Linked DNA regions of Gossypium arboreum: region 1 is linked to region 2. The links are chromatin contacts, called in public Hi-C maps. All regions are on one chromosome and are shown on one strand. Each heading gives the region's core, a stretch centred on a gene start, on an enhancer-like site or on the middle of the called end of the contact. The rest is flanking DNA. Distances are from core to core; before and after follow the strand shown. Region 1 holds the start of LOC108487384 (probable lipid-A-disaccharide synthase, mitochondrial). Region 2 holds the start of LOC108489287 (protein-tyrosine-phosphatase IBR5-like).

The links. Hi-C and Micro-C count contacts between places; a contact is called where the count stands out from the background.
Region 1: a Hi-C map of leaf shows a contact between it and region 2, with 2.5 times the contacts expected there. The contact joins the promoter of LOC108487384 here to the promoter of LOC108489287 in region 2. A contact is called at or near these places in 2 of 5 Hi-C or Micro-C datasets (both in leaf).

What each region holds. Positions count from the first base shown.
Region 1 is chr7:10,087,467-10,092,457 of ASM2569848v2, reverse strand. LOC108487384 (probable lipid-A-disaccharide synthase, mitochondrial) reads left to right here and starts at 3,583. Exons shown (of 9, transcript XM_017791714.2): 1 at 3,583-3,990; 2 at 4,327-4,426; 3 at 4,686-4,791; 4 at 4,896-4,991. The coding sequence starts at 3,752.
Region 2 is chr7:9,910,179-9,914,871 of ASM2569848v2, reverse strand. It overlaps LOC108489287 (protein-tyrosine-phosphatase IBR5-like), which reads right to left and starts at 2,088. Exons shown (of 5, transcript XM_017793720.2): 1 at 1,634-2,088. The coding sequence starts at 1,759.

The DNA of each region.
Region 1 (4,991 bases), core at 2,334-4,833, 180 kb before region 2:
AAACGCTCATACGAGCCAATCCAACCGATAACATACCTTGGTGTTAAGTGCCTAGCCCGTAGGCCAACATTCACCCCCATAACACACCAGAATAACACTATAATATAACACGATAGTACGCAACAAATGCAAGACCTCGGTATATTCAGTGAATAGAAGATATATAGGAATCATCGTCACATCTCATATCAAATCCCGTACCGCGCGCATTATAACCTATTGGCATGCCAATCGTACTCTATCTTATGTTTATCCGGCTTAGGAGATATCATCAATAATCACTACTATAAACAATCCATTATTTCAGTTCTCATTTAGATAGCATCAAATATATATTAACCAACATTCAACAATTAAATTTCCATCCAATAAGCATTTAATATGTATTAAAATTAAACCGAACGAACTTACCAAACTAATCTGCAGCAATAACGAAAGTTCAGGGACTATTTAGTGATTTTTTTCTTTTCCTCGATTTTCAACCCGTTCTTGATCTAAGCTAATAATTTCATTCAATTAAATGATTCCAACAGAAAGATTAACTCATTTTATGCTATTAAGTCCTTTTATTCCTTTTTACAAAATTATCCCCAATATTTTACTTTTATGCAATTTAGTTCTTAAGTCCAAAACTTGCAATTTAACCTATTTCTAGCAAAACTAAGTTCAACTGAATTACAATATATTTCTCTACATCCCATACTTGTTTTTATTTCACATCAATTCCTTGTAATTTTATCATTTTAACATTTTAGTCCTTGAACATTAAAATCATCAAAAACTTCATTACAAATTGGTCCTATTTAACAATCAAGCTTAATATTCTACCATAAAATCTCAAGAACAATCGAAAATCATCAATGAAATAATCCATAACACTTTAAAATTTGACAAATTAGTTTCGAGTTAGCTAGATTAATCTAATGCGAGCTTGGAAACATAAAAACCACTAAAAATGAACAAAGTTTACTCACCAAATCGAAGAACCAAAGCTTGACCGAAGCTTTCTCTAGTTTCTTCTAGGATATTCAGGTGAACAAAGATGATGAAAATGTTTCCTTAATTTGTTTTGTTGATAAATTACTTATTTCCTAATTTACTAAATTACCATTTTTTTAATTTCACTCAAATTTCAACAATTTCAAGTCCAAAACCATCCAACATGAATCAAAAAGTCTAATTTTCCTTTAAAAACCCTCTATTAACCGAACTTTTACAGCTTTTACGATTTAGTCATTTTTACTTTAAGTACTAATTAATAAGGATCTAATAGTAATTAACCACAAAACTAGAATTCCACACCATTCCTACCATTTGGCTATTTAAGAAAGGTCCAATTACACAACTGGTCCTTCAATTACTTTTTTAATTATTAATTTAATTAAACTTTATTTCAATTTAACCTTAAAGTATTAGGACCTAATGAATCAATAACCCAAAAGTTAGTGGAATGATTGACATCCACCATCGCTTGGACTTTTGGCTATGTTCTAATTGCTATGTTAATCCCTTTGGTATTTTAAAATCTATAATAGGTAACTTTTACCTCTTTTACAATTTAATCCTTTTACATTAATTAAACAATCAATCATTAAAATTATTGGACCAAAATTCAATTCACATATAATACGACTCTATAAATATTTAATAAAAAGTTTTACGGTCTTAAATTACGAAAATGAGGTCCTAATACCTCATTTTCAAAAACTACTTGACTTCTAGACTGAACCATTTATACTTATCTATTCGTTCATTTATAAAAATTATTAAACCAGAACTCAATATAATATTATAATTGACTCATAAATATTAAATAATAATATGGGCTCACTCGTCGGACTTGAGGCCCGAAACTACTGAAAAATGGGTTGTTATAGATAGCACGTGAGAGACCATATGGAATGGCTAAATGTGTGCCCTGGGGACTGATTGTGTTAAATGAGCTTATAAGCTCGGAAATGATAGAAATGTGATATGAAATGATGATCATAGCAAATGAATAATCATATGTGCCTATAAATGACAATGTGAATTGATGAAGTTGTATAAAATATAAATGAAAATGAGATTAAATATCTAATTGGTACATAAATGTATATGTAAGTAATTGAATTAGATATGTTACATCTTTGTTAATAGAATGGATGATATAAATGTTAGTTTCACTATCAAATGGAATGTTGTAGGAGAATGATATTTTTATATTGAATATGCAAATTGTTTTAATTGAATTGTTGCATATTTGGATTGAATTCTTATATTGATTATGCTCATGTTGTGACTTGAAATATGAAAATTACCACTGAGCGTAATTGCTCAGTGTACGATTTTTTTTCTCTATACGTAGGTATAGTAGATTCTAGATAGATTGAGCAGTTGATCTAGCATCTAGCTAGCGATCCACAACTCAGCAAAGTTTTTAAAGTTCTCTTTTGATTAGTATATGATATGTACCTAGTGTTTAAGCAGGTTTTGTATCGAAATGGTTGAATTTAAATCTTGGTTGCTTGATGTTGTTTTGAAGTATCATTTTGGCATATTTTAGCTTGAATGTAGTTGGCATATTATTGTTTTTGTTGTAACTGAAATGTAAAGTATTATTATAGGTCTCTCAAACTTATACCATATTGATTTTTATGGAAACAGTATATTACGTCGCAACAAGAAGCAGCTCAAGATTCATGTTGCGACAATGTGTACTCGAGGTCATGATGAGACCTACTCAATATGTTGCGTCGTGACAAGGAATCCTCGACATCACAATGTCAACCTGAGATTTTGAAATATTTATGATTTGGTCCTAATTCAATCTTAGGTTAACATTAGAGCTTTCGTAAGCTTAAAGACTCAGAAAGGTTTGTAAATCACATTATATTCATGAATAGCTCGTAATTAAATGTGCATTGGTATAAATTGATTATATTTGATTGTAGCTGCTCTGGCAACGAATGTGACATATTGTAGTTCGGACCCGACGATTGGGTCGAGTATGAGGCGTTACACTACATATAATATTTTAACTTCTACTTTTAAGTAAAGGGATAGAATAAAATTTTAACATTTTAATAATATTCATAAAATTTAATTAAATTTAAAAGTATATTATAGAAAAAATAAAATTAAAAAGTTTATAAAAAATAAGCAGAAAGGAGAAAGGCAAAAAGGCAAAAGTTAATCCTTGATAGGAAAATTTATTGTAAAATTTATATATGTTATCTGTTTTCTTTTCTTGCCATATGTTATCTTTTTGGTTCATGTAGAAGAAAACATGTTAGTAAAGAAATGCAAATGGTGCTTTCAAAATGAAGCTTATGAGAATCAACATCCATCTTCATAACCATAAACTAATTTAGTCAAGTTAGCTTTATTATTATTATTTTTATGTAATTTATTAAATGATTAAAATTAAATAAATTATTTGTAAGTATTGATTAAAAGATAAAATTAATTAGAAATCATTTGATTAAAAATAATTTTAAAAATAGAAACTTAAACCACTGATATTCCTAGTAAAAATAGAAGATATGGAATTAATATATATTAACCAGGCCATGGATGTGAGTCCATGTTTGCATCAGACATGGGCCTTTGTTGTCTCGAAACTGTTGGGTCCTTTACATTGCTCTCTAGTTTTCTTCGAACTGCAAACTAAACCGCGGAAGAGTGTTGCGGCTACTGCACTAGACTACTCTTGCTTCCATCACATTTCCTTTTCAACTGTTCTCATAGAAATACTATACCGAAGATATCGATGTGGTTGGCAGCGATTCAATGTGTGAATATATTTAAGAATAGCATTTGTTTGAAGACACCATTGAGGAGATATTTATGGGTTTCAAGCAAATCCTTAATGGACAGAGCCGCCAGTGAAGGGGAGTTAAGAGTGTTCATTGTTGCAGGAGAGGTTAGTGGAGATTCCATTGCCTGTCGTCTTATGGCTTCCTTAAACAAGATTTCCCCTCTTCCTATCCGCTTCTCGGGTGTAGGCGGGTATGCTTTTTAACTATATATCATTGCCTTTGTATTTTTAGCATTAGCTAGGTGAATTTTGAGTATGGGTTTGATTTATTTTTTCTGAAAAAGAGTAATAAAAATAAGTAAAAAGGAAAGGGCAGACGTGAAAGAACTCAGGAAAGCTATTTCCATTGTTTATATCATTTCTATCTGTTTCAGTAGATTAAAAAAAGGTGGCCCAGGGTTGGGGGGGGGGGGAGATTTATGTCCATATGTGTTGCAACTAGGCAACTTGGCAGAATCAATTTGATGTTAGTTATCTGAACTCTCATGGGGTTCTTTCTAAAGTATTTTCTCTGTGTATATAATAAGGTCCAGGATGTCCAATCAAGGCCTGAAATCCTTGTTCCCAATGGAGAATATTGCAGTAATGGGAATCTGGGAATTATTACCACACTTCTATAATTTCAGAGTGAGTAGTTTGGAACCAAGGTGATTGAACCTTTACCATAAAAGTTTGCACTACCAACAACTGTTGGTTAAGGCACATTGCAGTTCCAAGGGGAGAACTCAGGTTCGAATCTTGGAGACGACTTTGTTGGGAGGGGCAGCCATGAATCCTGAAAAGATTAGTCTTCGAGGACCATAAAATGAACCTGGAGGATTCCTTGAAAAAAAAAAAACTTTGCACTAAACTACTGATGGACCATTTGTATTTGCTGAAATGTCAGGTAAAATTGAAGGAAACTGTGGAGGCTGCATTACAGTTCCAGCCTCACGTGGTTGTGACAGTGGACTCGAAGGGATTTTCTTTTCGTCTACTTAAGCAGTTACGGGGTAATATCACCAATGTGTTGGAGTTAGGATCAATTTTTTGTGTATTTGCATATTGTCTGTGCGATATTATGTGCCGGAACATAAGGAATGTTTATTTTTTGCAGCTAGATACAATCAACAAAGGTTAGATAGACCAGTACACTTTCATTATGTAGCACCATCATTCTGGGCATGGAAAGGAGGTGAAGCAAGACTCAAAG
Region 2 (4,693 bases), core at 839-3,338:
TATTTAAGCAGATGCAACATCAAACAAAGAGAACAAACTGTATAATGAAAACTGAAAAAGAATGGATCTTCACACCATCACCCTTACCACCTGCCAAAACGATCCTTCCAATTCCCTCCCTGATGGCATTGGAAGGTGGTTAGAGTATTACTATCAACTTAGTTTAACAGTTATACTTTCCAATATCAAAAGCATATCCTGTGGAGACAGTCCCCAATTCCATTTTCTCCTCATCCCTAATACCATTCTTTGATACAGAAGTGTTCTTACTGCTTTGACCCCATTCCTACAAAATTCCAATTTTTGCCCTTGCAAATGGCAAACAGAATATATGGGTTTGGATATTGTGTAAATCTAACAAAGAAGCTATTCATTGGCTGCTATGTTTAGCCACCTTCTGATTCTATATGTATGATGGCTGTGAATAGAATTGTAATTTACTATCGAAAGGACATCCCTTTACTATAGTGAAAAAGTAGCTCAGTACATCTTTCTCAATAATGCTGCATGTGGTCCAGTGCCATGCAAGGTTTAATGTTGTATAATTCTCCATTAAACACTACGAAAATCTTAAAACCTCAATTTATGACGAACCCTCAGGTTCTCCTTTCAAAGGCTAAGGACTAAAAGATCAACAGAACTGCTCTTAGGACCATTTGACTATCAAATCTTACCATTATTTCTAGTTCTAAGTTTGATAAATTGCACCCTCACATCCTGTTCTGGTGTTGCCTCATCAATATCACACATTTTATGTCAAACTTCTTCCCCAAGTTTCCAGCTTAAGATCAATAATAGTGGTCTCAGCCTCATCCGCAAATAGAAAGCATCAACGAATATTACCCATTATTTATCCTAGATATCCAGTTTAACTCAACAGTAAGTTTACCCGAAAGGTTAAGGCCTAAAGTAGAGTCTCAAGGAAAATTCATTAAAACTGGATAGTACACCTATTAACTTCACACTATTCCCAAAGCTATAACTAATCTTTCATTCATACCACTAACCATGCAGATAATCAGAAGACTTCCATAATAGGTAGTACAACTGACATAGGAATTTTTTAGATCAATGTAATTACAAGATCCTCCTCCATTAAGCTTTGGTTAAGCTATAAACTAGGAAAGTGGTTATGAATATTTATCATTTAATTAACAAAATTCTCCATTCTCACTCCCTTCCATTCTTCATGCTAAGCAAAGCCACCCTTTCTATACTTAGAAACAAGCAAAGGCAAAAGGAACTGAGTTAGTTACTAATTTCCTACTTCCGATGCCAAATACTTGGAATGCAGAAAACCCATCAATATTATACAAAAACAGCAGCATAAAAACCTTAAACATACAGCACTAAAATCAATTCCTAATTTACCCTTTTTATATGAATTAGAGAACAATCATAAGTCAACTTTTCCAAACTACATTGGATCACAAAACCCATAAATTTAAATATAAAAACCATAAGCTGATAGTAATACTATAAGCAAACATAAACATTAATGAAAGGAGAAGAAGGGGCCTACATTAAGGACATGAGTAATTCCCTGAGTCTTTAGAAGCTCAGAGCGAGAGGCGTTATCATAGCTACCCAAATAAAGAAAGCCAGGCAAGATGAGGGAGGAAAAAGCACTGACTTGAAGCGATGATTTGTCAGAAGAGAGGGGAATTCTATGGCCACATATCCCACAAACTTCCTCTTCTTCGTACTTGTGATAGTGGCCGCATATCCCACACGGATTCTCCCTTTCCCTCTTCCTCATCCCCACTCGCCACCCCCCAACAAATTTTCGATTATACCCAGATCAACAAAACCAACAAGGATCAAAACCAGAGTGTTTCTTTTTAAGTTGTAGGAAGAAGGGATTGTTAGAATGATAATAAAAGAGGGAGAGTGATGAATCCAGAGTTATAGGAGAGGGGATATGTGTTCTTTGAATGGGTTTTCGTACAAAAAGGAAAGAGAAAGGATTAATATAATGTTTTGTCTCCCTTGACTCTGGGAAATGAAATTCAAGAACCATACAGACAGTGAGGCTTGCCGCTTACCTTATCGGCACGTGCGTCAATGTACTCATCAAACACCCCATGTGCTTTCTTCTTTTTATGTTCTTTTCTCTCTTTTATAACGTCATTAAATTATTTATTTTTCTTATTTTGACTGAAAAATGATGACTTCTGGTAATCAAAATTTTAATTTTATGTTTTAAAATTGGTTTAAATTTTAATATTATTTTTATGATTTTATTAATAGAATAAATTTAGTGTTATTTATAAATTTATTTAAATTTATTTAAATATAATTTGATAGTTGTGAATTTTTTAAATTTTAAGGTTAATTTAATAAAATTTAATTGTTAATATTATTAATTAATTATGATTTTTTAAAATAAATCCTAATTCTTTAAAAATTTCTCAAATAAATGTATTACATTAAACAAATAAATATATATATGTATCAGATTAAAAAATTATCAAATAATATATTAAGCTAGAAATTATTTTTTCATTTAAAATTTGTAATAAATTTCAAACATATTATTTTACTTATAAACAACTTCAATTATTTTAAAATCTTAGGGGAGTTATGAAAAAAAGGGTTTTATCATTTTAATTATTGTTGTTAAAAATATTTTTGAAATAATAAAATATTTATTCAGACATGATATTGTAAGATAAAAAAAATATGTTAGATTTTTGAATAAGAATAATTAAACTAATTTCAATTAAAAGCATTTATACAGAAATGCCAGAAGTCAAAATATTTTATTTGAGTTTAAATTGCAATTTAAAAATATAATTTAATTAGTCAAAAAATATAATTTAATTTGAAAAAAGTTATTTTGACTTGAAATGTAATTTAAAATTATATTTTAAATTTAAAAATAATTTTGAAGCCTCAATGATAAAGGAAACTTTAATTCGTGTCACTTAATTTTATATTTTTTAATTTAAGAATATTATATTATTACTCATTCACAAAATTAAAATATTTAAATATTATATGTAATAATAAAATACATTGCATCCTACAAAAACTGAATTCTAAGTCTTAAAAAAAGATAATATTGAAAACGCACGTGAAATACCAAAAAGACATTCAGAAAAATTAAGATGTAAGAGGTAAAAGGATTGGCGGTGCTTTAAACACGAGGTCCTGTTTAATTTATTGGGACAGTGATGTCCTAAACTTCTATTTATAATCCACCACATCAACCATAACTTCATCTCAATTATAAATTTTGTATTTTTCAATCAAATATCATTTCCTACATTGATTGTCTTGTCTTGTCTTGTCTGTCCACCTATTGTTAACTTTTTAAAAGGTTTATGTTTATTATTATATTATTATACAAACTTTCTAAATTATATATCTACTAAAATAGTTTATTTTTTTAGTCAATTTTCCTGCCGACTTTTTTTTTCTATCCGGTCTTTTAAATTTCTTTTTTAAATTATAGAAAAATAGGTTGTTTTTAAAGTTGGACTTGCTTTTCACCTTTTTTTTTTAGATTTTTTAAAAATTATGGTTAGGTTTTTTATTTTTGTAAAGATTAGGATTATAGTTTTTTTTAAGACTTAGGGTTAGGATTTTAAAGGTAAAATCATGAAAGTTTATTAGTATATTTGAGGGGTTGAGGATGTGTTAGCACGACTCATAACACATACATTTCATATGTTATGTCGGGATAGGACTATTACCTCAAAAACTCATCCTATAGAAATCAGGTTTCGGGGTGACAATGTTTGATACAATCATGAGTCGAAGTCTAAGTGGAGTTCCCAGTCGGCAACCATAATGCGGTCATGGGTTCGAGTATAATTGGGTCCAGTTGACAATTGTTATGCGGTCACGAGTTCAAGCTTTTTAGATACCCACAAATGATGCCTTATATATGTCATACATAATATGGAGGCCATAATTATAGGGAAAAAACGAAGGGCTTTCTGGTGTAATCAACATAATTGTTTTCTTTATTTCCAAGTAGTGGGCATCTTTAACCTTTCATTCTTATCCAAAAGTTGACACCGAGGTGGACACAAGAGGGCTCTCAAGAGGAAAGCGGATGTTTCGATGAAAGTAGAGGTCAAACTCGGGTCGACGCAGTAGCAATTGTAGTTATTACTGTGTTGTTTAATAACGACAACCATTGTCCCCCGAAAAGGAACATCACCTTTACTACACCAAAACAATTGCTCCCAACCTGAGAGTCCTCCTACGTCTACGGTAGTGCTGACCTTTGGATAAAAAGGAAGGTTAAATATATCGATTGCATGGAAATGGAGAAAAAAATTACGCCAATTATAGTAAGAAGCCCTACAATGTAACCCCGAAATCTGACTTCCACAAGATAGGTTTCTAAGGATAGGATATATGAAATGTGTGTGTCTTAGAGCAATATTGCATCATTGATAACTCAAGACTACCTTGAATCAAAAATTATATTAGCGACGAAAATTTTTAACACTGAAACGGTGAATAAAACAAAAAGAGAGAAATATTGTAAAGTGGAGGGATGGAAGCCAAGAGAGATGATGCTTTTGGGATAATGGAGTATAGAGGGGGAGCCCCATTTTATAAGCACGGGGGAAAGGTAAGATTGTAAAGGAAAAAATCTCCTGGTTGAAAACACGTTGCAGGACTAGCGTTTTCATCGAATATCTTCAAAGCATGCTTCAAATCTACCAAAAATTTC